7 separate regions of the Mus musculus genome follow, and all the other regions are linked to region 3. The links are chromatin contacts, called in public ChIA-PET, Hi-C, HiCAR-type and promoter capture Hi-C maps. All regions are on one chromosome and are shown on one strand. Each heading gives the region's core, a stretch centred on a gene start, on an enhancer-like site or on the middle of the called end of the contact. The rest is flanking DNA. Distances are from core to core; before and after follow the strand shown.

Region 1 (2,700 bases), core at 22-2,521, 890 kb before region 3:
AGTTGGGAAAGCAGTTATTGCAAAGTTGCTCTTAGAAAGAGTAGATGCTGAAAATTATGAGGTCCTCTTTCTCAACATCCGCGTGGCCCCTGCTACTGAAAACTCGTCTCTTGATGCCAGCAGCTTTTTGCTGGATATAACCAGTACGCTTTTCTTTCAGGGTGCAGACTTATTTTAAATCACATTTAATTGTGTTTAGTTTTCGACCACGGCTCTCCCTTTCCCCAGTCCCTTTATGCACATAGGTCAAGGTTAGGAAGCTGTTTTACAAGAGTAATTGAAACAGAGGCCACAGCGGGGCAGCGCTGGGTACTGAGTCAGACTCCGTTCTTCCTGGCTGTAGGGGCTGCACAGCAGTTTAGTCTCCAAGATAGACACCGGAACTGCAATTCCTGGGCTATGAAGGAGTCAGTCTCTCAACTCTGTGTTTTCTATCAGATGGGCTCTGGGAGCTAAGGCTAGCCGGGTGTACTTGTATTCCGCTCGTTCTCCTCACCCTCTACTCCCAATGCAAACCGTATATGCTACTCTGTGTGTGTGTGTGTGTGTGTGTGTGTGCACACGCAAGCGCGCTCGCGCAACGGAAAAACCCTAGTAAGACACCACATCCTTTCTCCCACAAACAGAACCCTCCATGGACTCCAGGACCGCAGACTTTTAGAAAGCCAACAATGCCCCCTCCGGCATGGGTGCCTCCAGCCCCGCAGCTGTGCAGCCTTCTTTCCCATCTTTTCCTTTTTCCCCCGGCCCCGCCACGATCGGGATGCCACAGGCGATAATGTCCAAGAGAGGCCTACTTTGCATGGATGACCAGTGAAGGGTCCTGAGATGTGGAAGTCACAGAGAACCCGACAGCGGGCGCTCGGATGGAAGAATGGCGCCCTCCCCCGGCGATCTGTCTCTTCCCGCGTGGGCCCCCATTCCTTCCTCACGCCCACCCATCCCCGTAGCCCTTAGAGTCCCTGTGTTCAGAGAGGGGGCTGCGGACGCTGCGGATTTATGGTCAGGAAGCTGCGTTGACATTGAACTCCAGCTCGGGAACACGCGTGTGTGTCAACGGTGGGGAGGGGGGCGGGCTCGTAGCTGCTGGGAGCCAGCTCAGGCAGGGTGCAGAGCCCGGCTGGTCCCCGCCGCCGCCCGCGGGAGCTATGAGCGCTGAAGCCATTCATGATTTTGGTGACGTTATTCTAAGAGTGGGCGAGGAGAGGCGGGGCCGCTCGCCGACAAGCCCCGCCCCTCCCTTATAAATGCTGCTTCCCGGGCTCTTTGTGGGACCCGGAGATCGGTGGAGAGCGGAGAGCTTGGTCTGCACTGCCTACGCCGTTGGCAGCGAGGCTGTCTCCGGAAGGCGGACCGGCGCTAGCCCAGTACCCGCTCTCGGCTGCCCGCTGCTCTCCTCTGCGCCCCTGCCAATCTCATTCAGGACTCAGTGACTGGTTTTTTTTTGTTTGTTTGTTTGTTTTGTTTTGTTTTGTTTTTCTTAATCACAAGGGCGTGGGTCAGCCTCCCCTAGGACTTCATGTCTGTATATTTCCCCATTCACTGGTGAGTATCCTGCGCCTTTGGCGGCCGCCAGTTTAACCCGGGTGGCTGCGCAGCCCGGCAGCCTCCTAGTGCCGGCTCCGGGTACGAGGCCGGAGAGTGGCACGGACACCCAGTGCGGGTTAACCCGCCAGCCTCAGCCCCTGCAGGAGTCGACGTCAAGGTTGCAAAGCTGGAGGTTGGGGGAGGCGGTGCTGAGAGCATCCAGACAAAGGAAGTGAACTCGGAACCTTCACTTAAGTGGCGGCCAGAGGGCGTGGATATGGTGGCGTTGGGTGGGGAGAACCTGGGGTCCCACCTGAAGCCCCCTAAGGAAACCCTGTCCGCTGAGGGCCACAGGAGATGAGTCCTGCTTGGTGCAGGGGGCTCCGGTTTCCCGGGCCCCTCCCCTTCTCCTTTTTGTTTGCACGCAAGTCTCGGCGTCGAGGATGGCTGCAGAGGGGCCGAGCTGGTGCAGCCGCTGGGTTTGCAGAGCTTCTGGGGGAGGGAGGATGCTGGGGAGACGCTCTCCGCACAAACAAGCCACAAGCATCAGGGTGCAAACTACACCCTCACAACCCCTGCCCTCTCCGTTGTCCCTTAAATCCAACGCGCCTTTGTGGAGGGCCGGGGCTAGGAAGGAGCAAGCTCTCCCAGTGCCAGATTGGAAGAAGCCGGCCACTGCTGAGTCGGGGGCTGCAGAGATTTGCCTGCAGCCGGGGAAGATCGGGTGTGGAGGATCAGAGCCGAGAAGGATGGGGGACAGGCCCCTAGCTGCTGGGACGTGCGCGCCAGCTGCTTCTTCCTTCCTGCTGTGGTGTAGAGGAGGGGCGCTACAGGGAGGCGAGCACCCGTGGTCCTGGAGCGCGCTCGCAGGTGCCAGCCTTGGAGAGCCAGACCCGGGTCCAATGCAAGGTCTGAACCCGGGGAGAGCGGCGCTATTCTGCTTAGCCCAGGAACTCTGAAAGTTCGTGTTTCTCAGTTTAACTTTTTGGGCCCGCGCCACAGTTCCAAAAAGGAACAGACGCCGCTACAGGAGACGACGACCCTGGTCTTAACCCTGTAATGCTATTGACTCTCTTCTTTCAGGGATTGGAGGCAGCTTTTCCAGACTAGGGAGGAAATTGTTAAAGTCTAGCTTCTAACCCTAAACTTGCCCCCATGACAGTCACCCTTTCT
Region 2 (2,700 bases), core at 83-2,582, 970 kb before region 3:
TTTTATCTTTGATGGTCAGAGTAGCTTTTTGTTTTGTTTTGTTTTCTCGAGACACTATGTAGCTTTGGTTGTCCTGAAACTCACTCTAGACTAAAGGCATGTTCTACAAAACCAGGCCACAGTAACTCTTTATTTTATAAATGAATGAAAAGTACTGAAGGATTTAGGGTTAAGTATCAGGGTTTTGTCAGAACACATATTCTATGCTACAAATTTCAAGTGCTAGTATATATATATGTGTATAATTTATATATTTTATGTTTATTTAATACATGAAATATTTTGAGGTATTTCTGTCATCTTTATGGACAGCCAACAGAGATTTAATTACCTGGGAAAGCCAACGGAATGGCAAAAATTTTCCAACTTATCTTAAACATGGTGAGGGAGGGCTAAGGGGACAGCTGTCTTTTTCAACAAGACAGTTGATCTCCACATAAAAGACTTAAGTTTTTGAGAATTACTTCAACGGTCAAGAGAAAACTTGGGCCGGGCGTGGTGGCACACGCCTTTAAGCCCAGCACTTGGGAGGCAGAGGCAGGCGAATTTCTGAGTTCGAGGCCAGCCTGGTCTACAGAGTGAGTTCCAGGCTGTCCAGAAACCCTGTTTCGAAAAACAAAGAGATAGAGACAGAAACAGAGAGAGGGAAGAGAAGAGAAAACTTGGAAAGTTTGTAAATAGAACCAAGCACGCTGAAAAAAACCTTGTTTACAATGAATTCCTATATACCGAGACACAAAGAGTTCGGGATTTGTTTAAGGCAATTCGTGTAAGCCAAGAGAAAGTGGCCTGATGGGATGGTAAAACGGGCATTTCAACCTAGGTAGCCCTTTAACCTCAATACCAGCGTTGACTAGAAAACAGCCTCTTGTTTTCGCTTCTTCTAGGCTTCCTTGGCTATCAGGAAGCTATGGCCTCAGCCGCCAGCAGGTGACGCCGATGACGGGCAATGAGTCCCAGCTGCCGCAATTACCAAGGCTGAGGCGTCTCCTTTAAGAAGCTGACTCACGTGGATGCTGTGTTGTGTGCGCTCAGCTGGGAGTGGGGGGCGGGTCCTCACTCTCACTACATTGGCCGCCTCGGCCGAGGAGGCAGACTTAGCCTCCTTGATTGGCCGTAAGGATGCAAGGTGTCGAATTAGAGGCGGGGCGAGCGGCGAGGAGTCCGCCCATCCGCTGCGGCTTCGGGGTGGGGTGGGCGGCGGAGTGTAAGCGGGCAAGGGTGGGGGGAGGGCGAGCCCGAGAAGGGGCGGGGCCCGGCGGAAGGGGCAGAGTGCCAGGGAGAGGGGCGGAGCCTAGAAATGAAGGGCGCTGCGGGCCAACCGGGAGAGCCGCCTGAAGGGAGGGCGGGGCCACGCCCGGTGATTGACGCCGAGGCCCGACCGAGGAGAGGCGGGGCCAAGGCCTGACTAAACCTGAAGACTTGGGAGGCCGAGGTGGGCTTCGACCCAGCTGAGGAGCGAAGAGCTGCTGGCAGCGCCGATTCCCAGCACGCCGGTGAGTACGGCGGTGGGCGCCGGGATCGGAGTCGGCTGGGGCTCGAAGCCCTTGGGCCGGCGGCTTCGAAGCCTTCGGGGAGCGGCCCGGGGCGGGGGCCCAGGCAGGAAGTGCCTCTTCCCCTTCTCCACTCGTCCAGGGTCCTGGCCGGGCCACCAGGGCAATTCTCAGGACTGTGGGGCCGTGGGGCCGCGGGGCCGGGCCGGGCGGTCCTTCTTTGTGAGGCTGTGGCGCGGCGGCCGCCGCCGACCCGCCCCCGCCGCGCAGCGGAGCGCTCCGCGAGCCCACAACAGCCGCGACCCCCTTAGCGACCCGCGGCCCCCGCCCGCCCGCCGCCCTCGGCGCCTGTCGCCTGGGCCGCCGGTCCGCAGACAGCTCTCTCCGTGACACCCCCACTTCCTAGGCCGCCCCGCCCCCACAGCCGCCGTCCCCGCCGCAGCGTCGGGGGCGCGCCCGGGCTCCGATTCGGGGCCGGCCCGCGGGCCCGCGCTCCAGGGCCGCGCTCGCACCCCGCCCGCCCCGCCGCTCCGGAGGCTCGACTCGTGCTCGGGTGTCTGGGCTGTGGGCCGTGCCCGCCTCGTCGGTGCTAGCCCCTATCACGCTGCCCTCTGGACCCTGGGCGTGGGGAACACTGCCCGGTAGCCTGCGGGTGCCGAGCGCCCGGTCGCCCGCGCCTGCCCAGCTGTTCCGCCTGTGTTTGTTGTGCCGAGGAGGCCCCGCCGCCGCCGCCGCGCGCTCCGCCTTGCGCCGGGCGATTGGCTGGAGGGAGTCACGTGGGCGCGATCAGCTGGGCCGGCTGCGGGCGGTCGGCTTGGCGCAGACCCCGGTGCTGCTCGGGGAGCGGACCGGGAGGCTCTTTCCTGCTGGCTGCGGTGGGCACGCTCCTGCACACCCCGTTACTCCACGCTGCTGTGCAGGTTGGTAGGAAGCCTGAGTGTTGCCAGCGGGAGTGGGAAGCCGCAGTAGTACCCAGGTCTGTTTCATCCGGACGCCAGACTGATCTCCTTTTGGAGTGACAGGAAGGAAAGGTGTGCGACTCATTTATTTTTTATTTTTAAACTTTTTGTTTCTGTTTCCAGAGCCCTCTTGGAAATCTTGAGGATTTTTATTTCTGGTGGCTTTTGACAGATGGAAAATCTGAAAGTAATTTCAGGCTTGCCTTGCTTTTGGAAAATAACTGAACTTGGCTGGTTCAGGTCAACCG
Region 3 (2,785 bases), core at 76-2,575:
GCTCCTTATCTTGTTGGTGGAAGGGAGGGCAGTGGGAGCCCTCTGCCTTAGGAGAGAGGAAAGGCTTGCCACCTCACTGGTTAGAATCCTTCTAGAACTGTCATTGACTTTGTTCCTTGTTGCTGCCCCACCCTTTGCCACATCTGGCCAATGTCTCATCACTGTTCTTGGCATTGCTGGCAATGGCACGATCTTCCTCAGAGGGGCGCTACAATGTTGCTTCCTGAGATCTCAGCAACCCCTGTGCTTGGTGAGCATTTTGTTACATAGCAATTATTGGTAATGATATTCTTATGGGTTTCCCATTTCTTGTTTGGCTCCTATCTTGGTGTGCACATTCTTCCATGCCTGTTCCCATCATACATTTCACGATCTACCATTTTGGATGTAGCTCTGCCAAAATCTTTACACTGCTCTGGATTGTTTTTAAGAAGGCTTTTTATGTGACCTCAAATGCCTTCCAGTCTTCTCTCAGCTCATCCTTGAAGAGACATCTCACAGCCATGTTTCCTGTAATGCCTTCAAATTGACCACGAAAAAAGCAAAAGATGGTTCTGCTTGCTTGCTTGCTTTTTTTTTTATTCTTATTTTTATTTAATTTAATTTTTTTTTTTTTTTGAGACAGGGTTTCTCTGTGTAGCCCTGGCTATCCTGGAACTCGCTTTGTAGACCAGGCTGGCCTCAAACTCAGAAATTTGCCTGCCTCTTTTCGTGTCTGTTGTAATTCTACCCTGCTACATCTCCTAAAAGGCTCCTCAAAGACTCAGCTTTGTATGTAGTTGTGTCAAATTAGGTCGCTGCCCCTTAGCACTCCCTGCCTGTGTGTGTTTTGCTGGTTTTACCTACCGTATTGAGTGGGAGAGAGGGGGAGGAGAGAAAGAGGAAAGCCGTTTTTGTTTGTTGTTTGTTTTTCACTTCACCTCAGGCCTGGTGAAAAGATAAGTTACTGATTTTTTGGTTATTTTATGTCACTTGTCAGGGGCACCTTCTTTCCATGCCCCAAGGAAAATACAGTAGAATTTTCCCCAAATGGGTCCCAATATTAGTATCCCCAGGGAACTGACCTCAGTAACCAAAGGAACTGAGTCTCAAAACGGTAGAGTAGGTCAAGGCTGTCTTAGTCTCCGTCCTTGAGAGGGCGCTGCTCCCAAGTCAAATCCCCAGGGCTGGGAAAGAAATGCCTGCGCTTTCCCACAGGACTCTGGCAGCAGCTTTTTGCAGATAGAGTCCGCGCGGCCGCAGAGCGCCTGCCCATAGACATGGCGGCGCCCTCCTTGGCTTCGCGTCGCCCTGACCGTGGAGCTGGCCGGGTTTTGCCAGTTCTCGGGGACTTCCTGCACGTCTGGCATTTAAACGCGCGCCGGGGGCGGCGGGATGCTGCTGCGGATGCGGAGCTGTGTGAGCCGCTGCCTACCCGGCGCAGCCTGGGCTCCGCAGTAGCGGAGCTCGAGCATCCTTTAGTCATCTATCTGGGGAGACCTGGAACTCAGGCTTCGGCTTCCCGGCAGGTTTGTCTTTAATTTCCAAGGTTGCAGTTCTCTTGACACAATCCACAGCATCCTTCTCTCCAACCGGGCTGTGGATGAACCTGGGACTGGACTGAATCCAGCAGCTGGGGCAGCCCGGGCCATGGTGCGTCTGAGCCCCGAGCTCTGGTAAGGCAGTAGTGGCGGCGTTGTTCGAGCTAGGCGGGTGCCACTCCCGGGAGCTTCCTCCCAGCTGTCACAATGTTCAGTTGGCTGGGTAACGATGATCGCCGCAAGAAGGACCCTGAGGTCTTCCAGACGGTGAGCGATGGACTCAAAAAACTCTACAAGACCAAGCTGCTGCCTCTGGAAGAGTATTACCGCTTCCACGAGTTCCACTCGCCCGCCCTGGAAGATGCTGATTTCGACAACAAGCCCATGGTCCTGTTGGTGGGCCAGTACTCTACCGGCAAGACCACCTTCATCAGGTGAGCCTCATCTGGGTGCTGAGCCTTCCGGGTGACGTGGAAAGTCTTCCATTAAGGGCTCTGAAGAAATCCCTGTGGGAGGCCTCAAAAGTTGATCCTACTACCGAGTCCCCCATTGATTCCTATATGATGTCCCTCCTCAGTTCTTAGCCCTGGTCATTTTATTAAGAGTCATCCCTGTTGTCTGATCTGGGCACTGAAACTGAGGCACAGAAGGAACCAGACTCCTAATGAAGGTGGGGATACCGTAACCCTCCTTTTGACTAGAATCTCTTATCTCGTGAAGGGCTTGGGATTATCCCGGGGAGCCTTACCTTTGCAGCCGAGTTGTTCTCATGGTCGCGGGCCTGGGGATGGGGGTGAACTGGAGACCCTGGGGTCATTTATTCTTTTACCGTTTTTCCTTCTCTCTGACAGTGCTTTTAGGGCTGTCTCTTAGAGAAGCAGAATACTTTTAATAAGTTTCTTCTTTGAACTTAATAGTTCAATAATAATAATAATAATAATAATAATAATAATAATAATAATAATAATAAAGCAGCTTACAGAAGTAGAGGAGATACTAAGATGCCTCATCTGGCCCTTGACTTTGCAGGTGAGATAGCAGAGGTGATGGGAGGATACGTGATGGTTTAGAGCTGCACAAGATGGAAGCAGCCCTCGGTGCCTGTGAAAAATGTTAGCTACGTGCCTGTAACTTTAACAGGGAGTCTTCCATTCCGTTGAATGATAGATTTTGGGGGCTGCAAGCATTCAGAGAGAAAGTCAGAAAAATCCAATAGCTCTGAAGAACAGGCCTCTCTCAATCTTTACTGCATACAGACTGCAAAG
Region 4 (2,748 bases), core at 144-2,643, 850 kb before region 3:
TGTGTGTGTGTGTGTGTGTGTGTGTGTGTGTTCTGTTTCTCTGGAGAATGACAAGTAAAGCAATTGTGTTGATACTCTAAGGAGCCCTGTGTCCCATTGCCTCTGGGACAACAGAGAAAACAGATATTGGTGACGTTCCAGCCAATTTTGCCTCTGGTCACTCCCTAGAACATCTGTTTCCCAGTGACCAGTTCATGGGTAGAGCAGCTTTTTGTTAGCAGCCAGCATCTTAGTAGCTGGTAGAGTTACTATCCAGGGCTCTCCCACATTGCCATAGCTTCAGATATACGATTGTCTTCCTTACAGGGATACAGCAAGGCCAGACGCTGATGGAAAGCAGTCTTTGCTGGGATGAGAAAACAGATTTTGGAATTCTAGGATCTTCGTTCCAAACCTGATTCCCTCCCTGCTCACTGAGCAGCCATGTGACATAGCTCTTTCTGCTTCAGACTCCTCAGCTCTTAATTGGAAGAAGGCCGTGAATCTGTTTCTAGTACCCTCTTCGGCCACATACCAACATCCAAAGATGTTCTACTCTCATACATACAGTGGTGAAGTATTTGCATAGAAGCTACACAAGTCCTTCTGTACTCGTTGAGTCAACTCCAGACTACTTACAACACTTCACACGATGTGCATGCTATGTAAATAATTGTTATACTATATTATTTGCTGAATAACGACAGGAACAACCATGTGTATAGGTTTAGTACAGAAATAATTTTAAAAAGCAGTTTCAATCCAGGCTGAGGGTGTTGAGAGGGGTCTGTGAACTATTTGTTGTTAGATCACATCGGGCATGAATATGCAGACGGCATTGGGCACTTCTCTGTTGTTGTGGAGATGATAGGAAATAGAGCCTGCTGGAAGAATTGGTTAGCAGAGCTGCTGGCCTGTACAAGGTACTCGCCAAGTATTGCATTCTGTCTCTTTCCCGATAGCTGCCTTTCTCTGCCAACCCCACCATCTCTGTATTTATCCTTCAACTCAGGCACAAAGGAGTGTGGGATAGGGCCAGGGTCAGGCCAGAATTCTCAACCCTCAACTGCCTTCTTTCCCACTCTTTTCAACAGAGCCCTCTCAACACCCACACTCTAAACCCTTGCTGAAACCCCTAGGATCAAGAAACCAGAAACCCCCAGGCTTGGGCAGTTGTCTTAGGTGTTGCTGGTGGGAGAGAGAATTTCTGGCACATGCACTGCTCTTGCCGGCCCCAGTTCATAATCTGCCATGGATAATCATTGTTTATCAATGCTGGAAAAAATGACTACAATTACATTGCACACATCAACACAAAGGGAAAAGAAAAGTGCTGGTGGAATGTCTGAGTCACCCTGTGGAGTCTTTAAATTACATTCACTGTGGCCCTCTCCTTCCTGTATCCTTGCCCTGCAGGGGGAAGGGCAGGGCTGAGTGTCTGCTGCTTGCCAGCTTGGCCAGCCTGGCCAGCCTGGCCAGCCTGGCAGGCCACCCCATGCAGACCACACAAGACTCACTTTGCATCTTAAAACGACCCATGCAGAACTATCAGAGGGACCTGAGGGGACTGGAGAACCATCCTTTGATAGCCAGTGACATTATATTCAGAGATAAACTGGAGACGTGGGCATGTCATTCACACATACATGAAAGCCCTGCACAATGAGAGGACATAGAAGTCAACAAGGAGACACTGCTGTCACATGAAATGGCACCATCACTGTTGTATGCCTGTTGGAAAAAGAGTCGATTGGGCTAGGGAGATGGCTTGGGTGATAGAGTCCTTGTTACATAAACATGAAGACTTTTATCCCATAGCTGCAGAGCCCATACACAAAAGGCTGAGTACCCAGGTCTGAGAAGGTTGAACCAGGAGGATCCCTGGAGTTTGCTGGCTGGCTTTCCTTGCCACACTAGTGAGCTCCAGGTTCAGTGAGAGACTCTGACTCAAAACAAATAAAAGTACCAGATATTTATCTCCAGCCTCCACATGCATATTACACGCGCGCCCGCGCGCGCGCACACGCACGCACACACACACACACACACACACACACACACACACACTCTCTCTCTCTCTCTGTTTCACTAAGAATAATATGGGAAGATGCTGACAATACAGGGTACCCTCCCTCCCAGGGTAGCGATGTACCTGTTAAGCCACCAGATTTATGCATTCTACTATATCATCTGAGGCAATCCACAAGGCCCCAGGCACCTGAACACTGGGCAGATATTAAAAAGCTGATCGCTAAGGTCACATTGTAAATGCACAAGGAATTTTAAAGCATTTGGGGCTTGGACTTGAAGCCACTTGAGAACCCAATGGAACCTATAGACATCTTCTCCACGGATGCCAACAGGTTGATTACAGATTTCGGTCATGGGATGGGAAATTGGAACATTACACTAGACACACTTGCTGTCTGAGAAGACCTTTGGTTCCTGGACACTTTTGTCACACCTTACACTTTCTGTGAGTCTCTAAAATTTGATCTTTGAAAACTGGTGGGTGCTTGGAAAAATAAGAAGCAGTTCACATACTCAGGCCAGTGGGTTCTTGTCCCAGGTCAGAGGTACCACATTCCTTCCCCAGAGCTTCTCTTTCCCAGTCCAGAAAACTGGACCAGGCTAAGCTCAGAACAAGTGCCTATGATTGGGGCTTGGCGGGAACTTGGCCTCTTGTGAGTCTATCTTTTCTATCAACAGCACAACTAACTATCTTAGATCTCTCAGCCAAGACCATAATCCCTGGTCCCCAAAGGGAAT
Region 5 (2,700 bases), core at 172-2,671, 680 kb after region 3:
AAAAAAAAAAAAAAAAACCCCTCACTGGAGAGATGTATTGGAGGGTAGTTATACAAAAGGCTGCCTCTGATGCACAGTGGCAAGCTGTGAAGGCTTGGCCTATATAAATGGTATGGCACATGTACACAGGAAGACTACTCCACCTGTGGTAACAGTGGAAATAAATTGAATTTGGCCGCTGGTGATGACATGGCTGCTGTCGCTGTTAACAAAGCTGGGCTAGGGGAGTACCAGGCTAAGGAATGTGGGTGGCACTCGGTTTACCAACATACACACATATACAGAAGTTTAGAAAAATGAAAAGCAAAATTTAAGATTATAAACATAGACGAGTAACTAGGAAGTTGGTTTAGAGGTTAAGAGCTCTTGCTCTCTTGTAGAGACTTGAGTTTGGGTTCCCAGAACCCGCATTGGGTGTCTGCAGGAACCGCAGTTCTGAAGGATCTGAAGCCCTCTTGTGCCTTCTGCAGGCATCTGCACACACACATACCCTCAAGCACACACGCATAGCCTTTAAAAATAAAAACCGGGCTGGAGAGATGGCTCAGTGGTTAAGAGCACCGAATACTCTTTCAGAGGTCCTGAGTTCAATTCCCAGCAATCACATGGTGGCTCACAACCATCTGTCACGGGATCCAATGCCCTCTTCCTGTGTGTCTGAAGAGAGCAATGGTGGTGTACTCTTGTATAAAATAAATAAATTAATCTTAAAGAAATAATAAAAACGTAGGTGAATTTGCAAACTTTGGGTAGTTTATTAGGGAACAGATGAAATCAGCAGCAGGCAAAAAGCAAGGGCTTCTTTGCCCTAATTTATCCTTTCTGGACTGCTGCCTTCTTCATAAATTAATTTGGCCAGAGTACTTAAACCGTAGGTGGAAATTTACAGCTTTACAATGACCATTCTCCGGCCTCTTAATTTTGTTGATAAGGAGACTAAGCTTTGTCACGACACATAATTTCGTAAACATCCTATATAATTAATATATAGAATTATTGTGGCAGAATCTTGTGGTCGGAAATGAGGGGTTGAAGTCCTAAAACTTAAGTAGTTTGTGTGTGTGTTGTGTGTGTGTGTGTGTGTTGTTTTTTTTTTTTTCCTTTGAAAAAAAAAGGGCCTCACTTTTTTGCCAATGCTGCCTCGGCCTCTCTAGGAGTTCCGGGAATTACAAGCGTGAGCCATCAAACGACTAAGCTCTCAAATTGTGTTAAACAACAACGAAGAAGATATGTTTATAAAAACTCAAACAGGGAAAAAGGTAGACAGAATTATTTAAGTAAACAGCTGATGAGGGCGGAACAGAGATTTCAGAGGCCACTTCCGGTGTTGGAGTGGTTTCCGGAATCAACACAGAAACAGCCAATCAGAATCTTCTCGCGGGAGCCAATAGTCGAGCAGATTACAAACAGCCAATCCCGGCGGCGCTGTCACTGTTATGGTCCTGTCAGGGCCCCGGCGTCGTGGTGCTTGGGTGCTCGCCACCGGCTGGCCTCGGGTGCGACCTGGTCGGCAGCCAGAGGCTGCGCTTAGCTCGCGCGTCCCCTCCCTCGGCCGAGCCCGCGCCTCCTGGCTCGCAGGCCGCCCCTTAGCAGGTCGTCCCGGAGCCCCGGGCCCAGCCGCTCGTCAGCACCGAGGCCGGCGGGATGCAGCCTCCGGGCCCGCCCCCGGCCTATGCGCCTGCCAACGGGGACTTCACCTTTGTGTCTTCGGCGGACGCGGAAGGTGAGGCCGAGGCTGACCTCCGGGGCTCCGGGGCGGGGGGTTGGCAGAGCTGGGGGACTCCGCCCCTGTGCTCCCTGGGCCTTCCCGGAGGCCTCTGGGGACGAGGCAGGGTGCGGGGCGCCGGCGCTGCGGGCTGGGGTCCCCGGGTGTCCTGGTTCACCAGGGAACCCGCCGATCTGGTGGAAGGAGTTCTTTCTGAACTCCGCTCCGCAGTTACTCAAAAGAGTGAGGGATCTAAGGGAGAACAAAGTGGGGCTGTGTGGCTCTGCTATTAATAGGAAAACCTTCCCGACTGAGGTGACTTTTGGCAGGTTATGGAAAACTTACTTGAAAGGAGACGTGCTTTTATTTATTTATTTTTAATTGAACTTGATTTCTTGCCCAGATCCCTGGGTCCACACAGTTTGTAGTGTTTGGTCCCAGTGTTCAAAAAACTGTATTCAGGAGCATTTGAAACTTGAGGAATTCAACTTAGTGTTCCCAACAGTGTCTATAGACTTGGCTTGTACTGTTTGGAGCAAGCGACTGTGCTTGCTTAAAACAAAACAAACAACAACAAAAACAGGGAGAAAAAAAAAAAACAAAAAACGTTTCTACTGTGGGAAATTTCCCCCACCCCTCATTAGTTCAACTCCTTGTAACCTGGTTTTGGATTTTGCTTTTATTTAATCTTATTTACTTACCAGGGACCAGATTTTTGACTGCCCAATATGAAAAAACAAGTTGATTTCGATATAGACATGGAAATACCTGGTGATGAACCCCTTCGACCCCAGCACTTGAAAAGCAGAGGCAGAGAGATACCTGAATTAAAGGCCAGCTTAGACTACACAGTTATCAAGTTCTCTGCCTGCCGGGGTTACATACTGAAACCCTGTCTCAACAAAGTAGAAAAGAAATTTCAGTTTAAAGATGAACGTGAGTTTTCTCAGAAATCTGATTTCTTTCTTTCTTTTTTTTTTTTTTTGTCTTTTCGA
Region 6 (2,770 bases), core at 142-2,641, 700 kb before region 3:
GTGAGGTCCGTTCAACCTCTGAGGGATAACTGCATTTTTGTGCTGCTTTTTTTCCTTCGTTGTATTTTCTGTTTTCTAATACAATTGTGGCACATCTCAAACACTTAAGTATTGAATAAAGGTAAAGGAGAGGTAACGCTGGCTCTGAGCGCGAAGGCACCTTGCATTTGTTTTTTAAAATTTAGAGTCTTGCAGAGGCAGTCTCCTGGCTCTGTTATGGGGACTGCTGGGACTACAGGCATGTACTACCACACAAGGCTACCCTGAACTTAAAAATTCATTTCTCTCTGTTTCATGTTAAATAAACAGATTAAATGAATAAACATAAATGAAAAGCTGTTGAAAGGCTCTGTCGGCTATGTGTGGACATTTCATATTTTTAAAGATGTCTATTATCTGTTAAAAGTCAGCAAGAAGGTATTGTGCAGGGGAAACGCAAAGAGGTTAAATTAACCAGTCTCTAGCATCCAGGTGCTTAGTCTGGTAGGTTTGGAGCCAGATCCAACACTGTAGAAAGGCACAAAGACCTTTCCAAAAGAGTGTCCTACAAAACCAAACCAAACCAAACCAAACTTAAAAAAAAAAAAAAAAACCCAAAAAACCAACAAACAGAAAAAAAAAAAAAAACCAAAAAAACCAACAAACAGAAAAAAAAAAAAAACCCAAAAAACCAAACAACAACAACAACAACGACAAAAACCCGACAGCAACATAAAAACTGATTGGGCCATCCAGAAGAGGAAACGTTGAGACTTGAGCAAACACTGCGAATTAGCAACAGTTGCGCACCACAGAACCTGGAGTTGCTTTTTGACTTGGGGCAAGAAAATAACGCTTGTCATTTAGTGTCTCTGCGTTTTCCATCCTGCAACTTTAGGGGTTGAATGAAGGTGCGTTTAGTTTTACACCATCAGGAACCTGGCTCTAGAACTGACTGCGTGATCATTTGCTCTTTACATGAGGCAAGAAAGTAAGAGTTGTAAATGATTGCCTCCGATTTATTTTCCATGAGGTAACCTCAGGCGTTGAAGGTGTCTTGAGTTTTGTGCCAGCAGAAACTCAGGCTCTAGAATTGGCTGGATACTAAATTGCCCTTTGATTCCTGACGTAAACGTTAGGCTTGCAAATGAGTGCTCTAGCTTTGCCATCCCCCTACGCAACCACTAGATTCCCCGGAGACCACCGCTTGAGTTCTCATTTTTGGTTTCTTGCTCCTCTACCCCTACCAGCTTTGGCAGGCATCTGCGCCTGGCCACACTGATCTGGGGCGCGGTTCCTTTAAAGGAGCTTAGACGACGCCCGGGGTCTCTCCCCACTGCGGAGCAGGGGCGGAGCGCCCGGTTCAAGGGCTTCCCACGCAGCCGGAGACGCCTTGCGTCACTGCGCCAGGAGCCAATCAGGGTGGAGCCCGGAGGGACGCATTACTAAGGCGACGGGGCTCGACGCCTCCCCGCTTCGGGATGAATTAGCGGCGGGTTCTTCTCCCAGGTTGTGACCCCCGTGGAGTCGCTGTCTCGCCCCAGTGTCCCCGCGACGTCGCGCGTTTCCCCCGGTGTGTCCCAGGTGCGCGGCCCGCGGTGTCAGGTGTGGGCTTCGGCGCGGGAACATGGCGGCAGCCAAGGGATTTTTTTTTCCCGAGTGGGCGGATGGAGAGCTGCGGCTCGGCGGCTTTTCCCCGGAGCAGGCCTCCTCGGGTGGGCCCTGGGGGACGGACACTGGCGGGAATTGGGTGGAGGGCTTAGGGCGATCGGCTCTTGGGAGGGAGGCCGAAGCCTCCAGAGCTGATCAGGATGCGGGGGCGAGGAGCGTCGGGTGCCCCTTCTGTGCTCACCTTCCTGTCCACACCACACCTCGGTGAAACCCGGGAGCTGCCGGGTCCCCCTACACCGCCTACGGTGTGTCAGGGTCCAGATTCCAGGAGCACAAGGCTTTCCAGGGGTCGCCACGTGAACGGCCCACAAGAGAGTTTTTCAGGGTTCAAGCAGTTTGTTTCTTGCAGGTGACAGAGGTGTGCCCTAGGTCTAGGTGGCAGTGCCACAGAAAGAACGATAGGCCACATTGAAGGCTGACTTCGAGTCCAATTTTCCTTTTTATTGGCATTCGCTCTAGCTAAGGGCTGGCCTCTCATGGTCCTTGCCTCTGCCCTTGTATTGGTGCGATAACAGGCGTGCTTCACCACGCCCACCTGGCAGGTTTGGTCTCTCAGGTTGTATCTTTTTTGTTGTTCTTTTTTTGTTTGTTTTTGTTTTTGTTTTTTTTTTCGAGACAGTGTTTCTCTGTATAGTCCTGGCTGTCACTTTGTATCACTATGTAGACCAGGCTGGCCTCAAACTCAGAAATCTGCCTCTGCCTCCGAAATGCTGTGATTAAAGGCGTGCTCCACCACGCCCGGCTTCTCAAGTTGTATCTTAACATCTAAGATTATGTTTGACCAGAAGCAATAAAGACAAGGCATAAGGTGTTTCTTTGTGGTTGTGGAGCTGTTTTGTTTCCTGGTTCTTGCCTGAAGGCTTAGTCGCCTCTGATTGGATGTAGACAGAGCTGAGTTTTACATTCAGTTAAGTCCAAGGAAAGTATTGAAAAAGAAATTGGTGAAGGCCTTACCAAGATAAAATGCTTCCCATTCATACCCATCACGTGTTTCGGGAAAGAAACCCCCTGTCACAAAAAGTTTAAAGAGTTGGATGGGCTACTTTTTAAAATACTATTTTGATGAAAGACTTTGCAAAATTCATGTATTAAAAAATTTGTATTTGTGTATGCGAGGCTG
Region 7 (2,700 bases), core at 186-2,685, 990 kb before region 3:
CTACTGCTCTTACAGAGGACCCAAGTTCAGTCCCTAGTGCCCATGTCAGGTTACTAACAACCACCTGTAACTTCAGTTTCAAGGAATCTGACACCTGTGGTCTCTACAGGCACTTGCAAACTCTCTTTGTGTCTCTGTCTTTCTCGCTGTCTCTCTCTGTCTCTCTCTCTCTCTTTCTCTCTCTCTGTCTCTCTAGCACTTAAAAATAAATACTATCAAAAAGAACCCTGTTAGCTGGGTCTAGGTGTGGTAGAGCATTTGAGAGTCAGAGATGGGTAGATATCTGTGAGTTCAAAGCCAGTCTGGTCTACATAGTGAGTTCTCAGCCAGCCAGAACTACATGGTAAGACCCTGTCTCCAAAATAAAAGCAGCCTGTTATATGCAGAATAAACCCCATCTTTGCTAGAAGAAGTCCTGGAGTGATTCCAGACAGCTAGAACTGCCCAAGTTCAAAAAGCCCCTTACCTCCAGGGCTCCTGAGTACTGCAGTTCTTTATGTTCACTAGTATGGCTGGTGACAGGCCATGTGCTCATCCCTCACTAAAACTAGGTCAGTCACACAAGCCTTGTGGGCCTCAAACTTTCCATGTTAGTAGTCACAGGGACATATGTGGGACAGATGCTTAAAGAAAAAACTGGTGTCTTTTTGTTATTGTTGTTTTTGTTTCTCTGTGTAACAGCCCTGACTTTGTAGACCAGGCTGGCTTTGAACTCACAGAGATCTGAGTGCCTCTGCCTCCCCAGTTGCTGGGATTAAAAGGCATGTACCTCCATGCCCAGCTAAAACGGGTTTCTTAAATAATGGCTCTTCTGGAAAGCCTGTGGCTCCCACTGGACCTGCGCAGAGGGTGAGTCCTTGCTAATCTCTCAGCTAGGTTCCTCATCCATCCTCTCTCTCCCCTTGCCAGCTCCAGCCCCACAGGGTGCTCTCAGAACAGCAATTTAGCAGCTGCTACTGGGCTCTGGGCTGTGCTCACTGCAGGTGACAAGAATCACTGGCCTGAGGAATGGGACATCCCAGCATGCTTTGCCAGACAAACCTCAGTCCCTAGGTCAGCTAGAATATTGGTGTTCTCTCAGCAGGGATCCAAAGCTGTAATTAACTCACACTGCACTTGGTCTAACTCCAGGAGGCTTTCTCCTCCTTCCCTACATAGAATCCATGGCCAGGTATTCCTATTCGATCCTGAAAGCAGACCACCTGTGGTGAAATAGCAGGACCTTCCCACATCAAATTGCAAATGCTTGAGAGGCTTTTAGGCTAGGTTTATGTTTTTCCTTTTTACCACTCCCCATTTCACACGGGCCTGACCGTTCAGATCTGCTGCATAAACACATATTTAGCTTCCCTCCGATCATCCTAGATGGATGGCTAGGGCTTCCAAATGCCAGTTGAATGATCTGTGCACTTTCTTTCATCAGGGGGGGAAAGGCTGCCATCTAGTGCCCGACAGGGGAAGTGTGTGCTCGAGGGGTGCCGAGTTAAGTCTGAGCAAGTACACTGAACCTTTCCCTGCCAACCTCCAGGAAGATTGGTGACAGCTTGTCACACACTCAGGCAGGATGCATACATTAAGATGCTAAGAAAGTGGCAGGTTAGAGCATTCTTCCCTAGTGCGGAATGACGAGCTGTCCTGCTCTACCACAGACCCGGGGTACTAAGAATAGAAGACTTCAGAACTGACATCTGCCAAAGCTCAGGAAAACAGCAACAAATTGGTCTCCCACCACGTCCGGAGAGATGAAATGGCTCCATAGCAGAAGCTCAGGGGAACAAGAGACGTCAGACTTCTAACTATGGGCAGAAGACTTCTGGAAAATGTTGGCCTGTGGAAAAGATTACATTTTGTGGTATTCAGTAGGAATATGGTGAGCCAGGAAGTAGACACTTTATGGGGTTGTGGTGTAAATAACTATAATATCGTGATCAAGAGACTGGAATGAGGGGCTGGAGATGGTTCAGTGGTTAAGAACACTGGCTGTTCTATCAGAGGTTCAGGATTCAATTTCCAATACCCACATGGCTCACAACTGTCTGTAACTGTAGATGGGTCAGCAGGAAAAGATGCTTGCCTGACAACTGAGCTCCATCCCTGTGGTGGAAGGGGAGTTATCCTCTGACCTCCACATGTGTGCCCACCACACACACACTAATGTAAACAGAGGAAGAGACCAAGGGCTGCTCCACAGCCTCCAGACTGAAGGATGACGTTAACAAGTCTTTTCCAACTCCCAAGGCAAGACCCTGACTTGGACCAGTACCTGATAGATCCCAGCAGCCGACCAAGCCTCGGGGCAGCTCTCGCTGCTTCCCACTGGCCACAGACTAGACTCCATCTTCTGTCTACTTCAGGTTTCTACTGTCTGCTTCACCTGCTGCTGCTCTCCGTAGCCGCTGGTCCTTACCTCTGTGGGCTGGGCACAGAGTGAGAGACTGGGCACAGTTAGAAGGAGTTACGAGATGCTTCGTGAGCAGGGTCTTGCTCCAGCAGGCCTGACGCATGCATGCGAGGCTGGAAAGTGCTGTGGCTTCCCGGCTTCCCTTTACTTCCCAGCCATGGCCCCAGACTTTTCACCACTGCTGGAGTCAAAGAACTAAATGGGGCTGGGGAGAGATCTCAGAATGCACGCACGGTTTCTGCCATGTAAGCTGGATGATCTGAGCTCAAATCCCTACCACCGTGTCAAAGAACAGGGGA

The links. Promoter capture Hi-C pulls out the DNA fragments that hold promoters and counts their contacts. A called contact is a pair of places that touch in the nucleus more often than the background predicts. ChIA-PET counts read pairs in DNA pulled down with a chosen protein or histone mark. HiCAR-type assays count read pairs that join an accessible place to other places. Capture Hi-C pulls out chosen DNA fragments and counts their contacts.
Region 1: an RNA polymerase II ChIA-PET map of memory CD8 T cells shows a contact between it and region 3, with 205 read pairs. The contact joins the promoter of Lbh here to the promoter of Ehd3 in region 3. A contact is called at or near these places in 11 of 39 promoter capture datasets (the 3T3-L1 cell line, the C10 cell line, cranial neural crest and 7 more), 4 of 484 Hi-C or Micro-C datasets (CD4 T cells and CD8 T cells), 10 of 115 datasets of contacts at active chromatin or transcription factors (astrocytes, double positive thymocytes, memory CD8 T cells and 7 more) and 1 of 9 other capture datasets (adipose tissue).
Region 2: a contact with region 3 is called in a Hi-C map of uterus, with 4 times the contacts expected there. The contact joins the promoter of Ypel5 here to the promoter of Ehd3 in region 3. A contact is called at or near these places in 11 of 39 promoter capture datasets (the C10 cell line, HPC-7-derived erythroid cells, cranial neural crest and 8 more), 6 of 484 Hi-C or Micro-C datasets (CD4 T cells, CD8 T cells, cerebral cortex and 3 more), 13 of 115 datasets of contacts at active chromatin or transcription factors (the NIH/3T3 cell line, SST interneurons, bone marrow-derived macrophages and 10 more) and 3 of 9 other capture datasets (adipose tissue, embryonic stem cells and liver).
Region 4: a contact with region 3 is called in a HiCAR-type map of astrocytes, with 4 times the contacts expected there. The contact joins the enhancer-like site here to the promoter of Ehd3 in region 3. A contact is called at or near these places in 3 of 39 promoter capture datasets (the C10 cell line, hippocampal neurons and stem cell-derived epiblast-like cells), 2 of 115 datasets of contacts at active chromatin or transcription factors (astrocytes and pancreatic cancer cells) and 1 of 9 other capture datasets (adipose tissue).
Region 5: a promoter capture Hi-C map of pancreatic islet shows a contact between it and region 3. The contact joins the promoter of Yipf4 here to the promoter of Ehd3 in region 3. A contact is called at or near these places in 1 of 39 promoter capture datasets (cranial neural crest), 2 of 115 datasets of contacts at active chromatin or transcription factors (astrocytes and memory CD8 T cells) and 1 of 9 other capture datasets (pancreatic islet).
Region 6: a contact with region 3 is called in a HiCAR-type map of astrocytes, with 3 times the contacts expected there. The contact joins the promoter of Lclat1 here to the promoter of Ehd3 in region 3. A contact is called at or near these places in 5 of 39 promoter capture datasets (the 3T3-L1 cell line, embryonic stem cells, hippocampal neurons and 2 more), 3 of 484 Hi-C or Micro-C datasets (CD4 T cells, memory CD8 T cells and muscle stem cells) and 3 of 115 datasets of contacts at active chromatin or transcription factors (astrocytes, memory CD8 T cells and pancreatic cancer cells).
Region 7: a contact with region 3 is called in a promoter capture Hi-C map of hippocampal neurons, with 6 times the contacts expected there. The contact joins the enhancer-like site here to the promoter of Ehd3 in region 3. A contact is called at or near these places in 6 of 39 promoter capture datasets (embryonic stem cells, hippocampal neurons, liver and 1 more), 1 of 15 datasets of contacts at CTCF or cohesin (the NIH/3T3 cell line) and 1 of 115 datasets of contacts at active chromatin or transcription factors (astrocytes).

The regions. Positions count from the first base shown.
Region 1 is chr17:72,917,034-72,919,733 of GRCm38.p6, forward strand. Lbh (limb-bud and heart) reads left to right here and starts at 1,272. Exons shown (of 3, transcript NM_029999.4): 1 at 1,272-1,545. The coding sequence starts at 1,520. Gm30375 (predicted gene, 30375) reads right to left here and starts at 1,122. Exons shown (of 2, transcript NR_168598.1): 1 at 1-1,122.
Region 2 is chr17:72,835,296-72,837,995 of GRCm38.p6, forward strand. It overlaps Ypel5 (yippee like 5), which reads left to right and starts at 1,333. Exons shown (of 3, transcript NM_027166.6): 1 at 1,333-1,496.
Region 3 is chr17:73,803,516-73,806,300 of GRCm38.p6, forward strand. Ehd3 (EH-domain containing 3) reads left to right here and starts at 1,326. Exons shown (of 6, transcript NM_020578.3): 1 at 1,326-1,954. The coding sequence starts at 1,728.
Region 4 is chr17:72,954,353-72,957,100 of GRCm38.p6, forward strand. No RefSeq gene overlaps it. Among named protein-coding and RNA genes, the nearest start is that of Gm23649, 32 kb to the right of the region's middle. Within about 2 kb of position 1,394, at least 55 of the 459 cell types and tissues checked have an H3K27ac peak or open chromatin away from gene starts, as enhancers often do. A contact at or near this core is called in astrocytes and pancreatic cancer cells, where this site is marked.
Region 5 is chr17:74,488,072-74,490,771 of GRCm38.p6, forward strand. It overlaps Yipf4 (Yip1 domain family, member 4), which reads left to right and starts at 1,422. Exons shown (of 6, transcript NM_026417.4): 1 at 1,422-1,723. The coding sequence starts at 1,645.
Region 6 is chr17:73,106,594-73,109,363 of GRCm38.p6, forward strand. It overlaps Lclat1 (lysocardiolipin acyltransferase 1), which reads left to right and starts at 1,392. Exons shown (of 6, transcript NM_001177967.1): 1 at 1,392-1,563.
Region 7 is chr17:72,812,651-72,815,350 of GRCm38.p6, forward strand. No RefSeq gene overlaps it. Among named protein-coding and RNA genes, the nearest start is that of Ypel5, 23 kb to the right of the region's middle. Within about 2 kb of position 1,436, at least 15 of the 459 cell types and tissues checked have an H3K27ac peak or open chromatin away from gene starts, as enhancers often do. A contact at or near this core is called in hippocampal neurons, where this site is marked.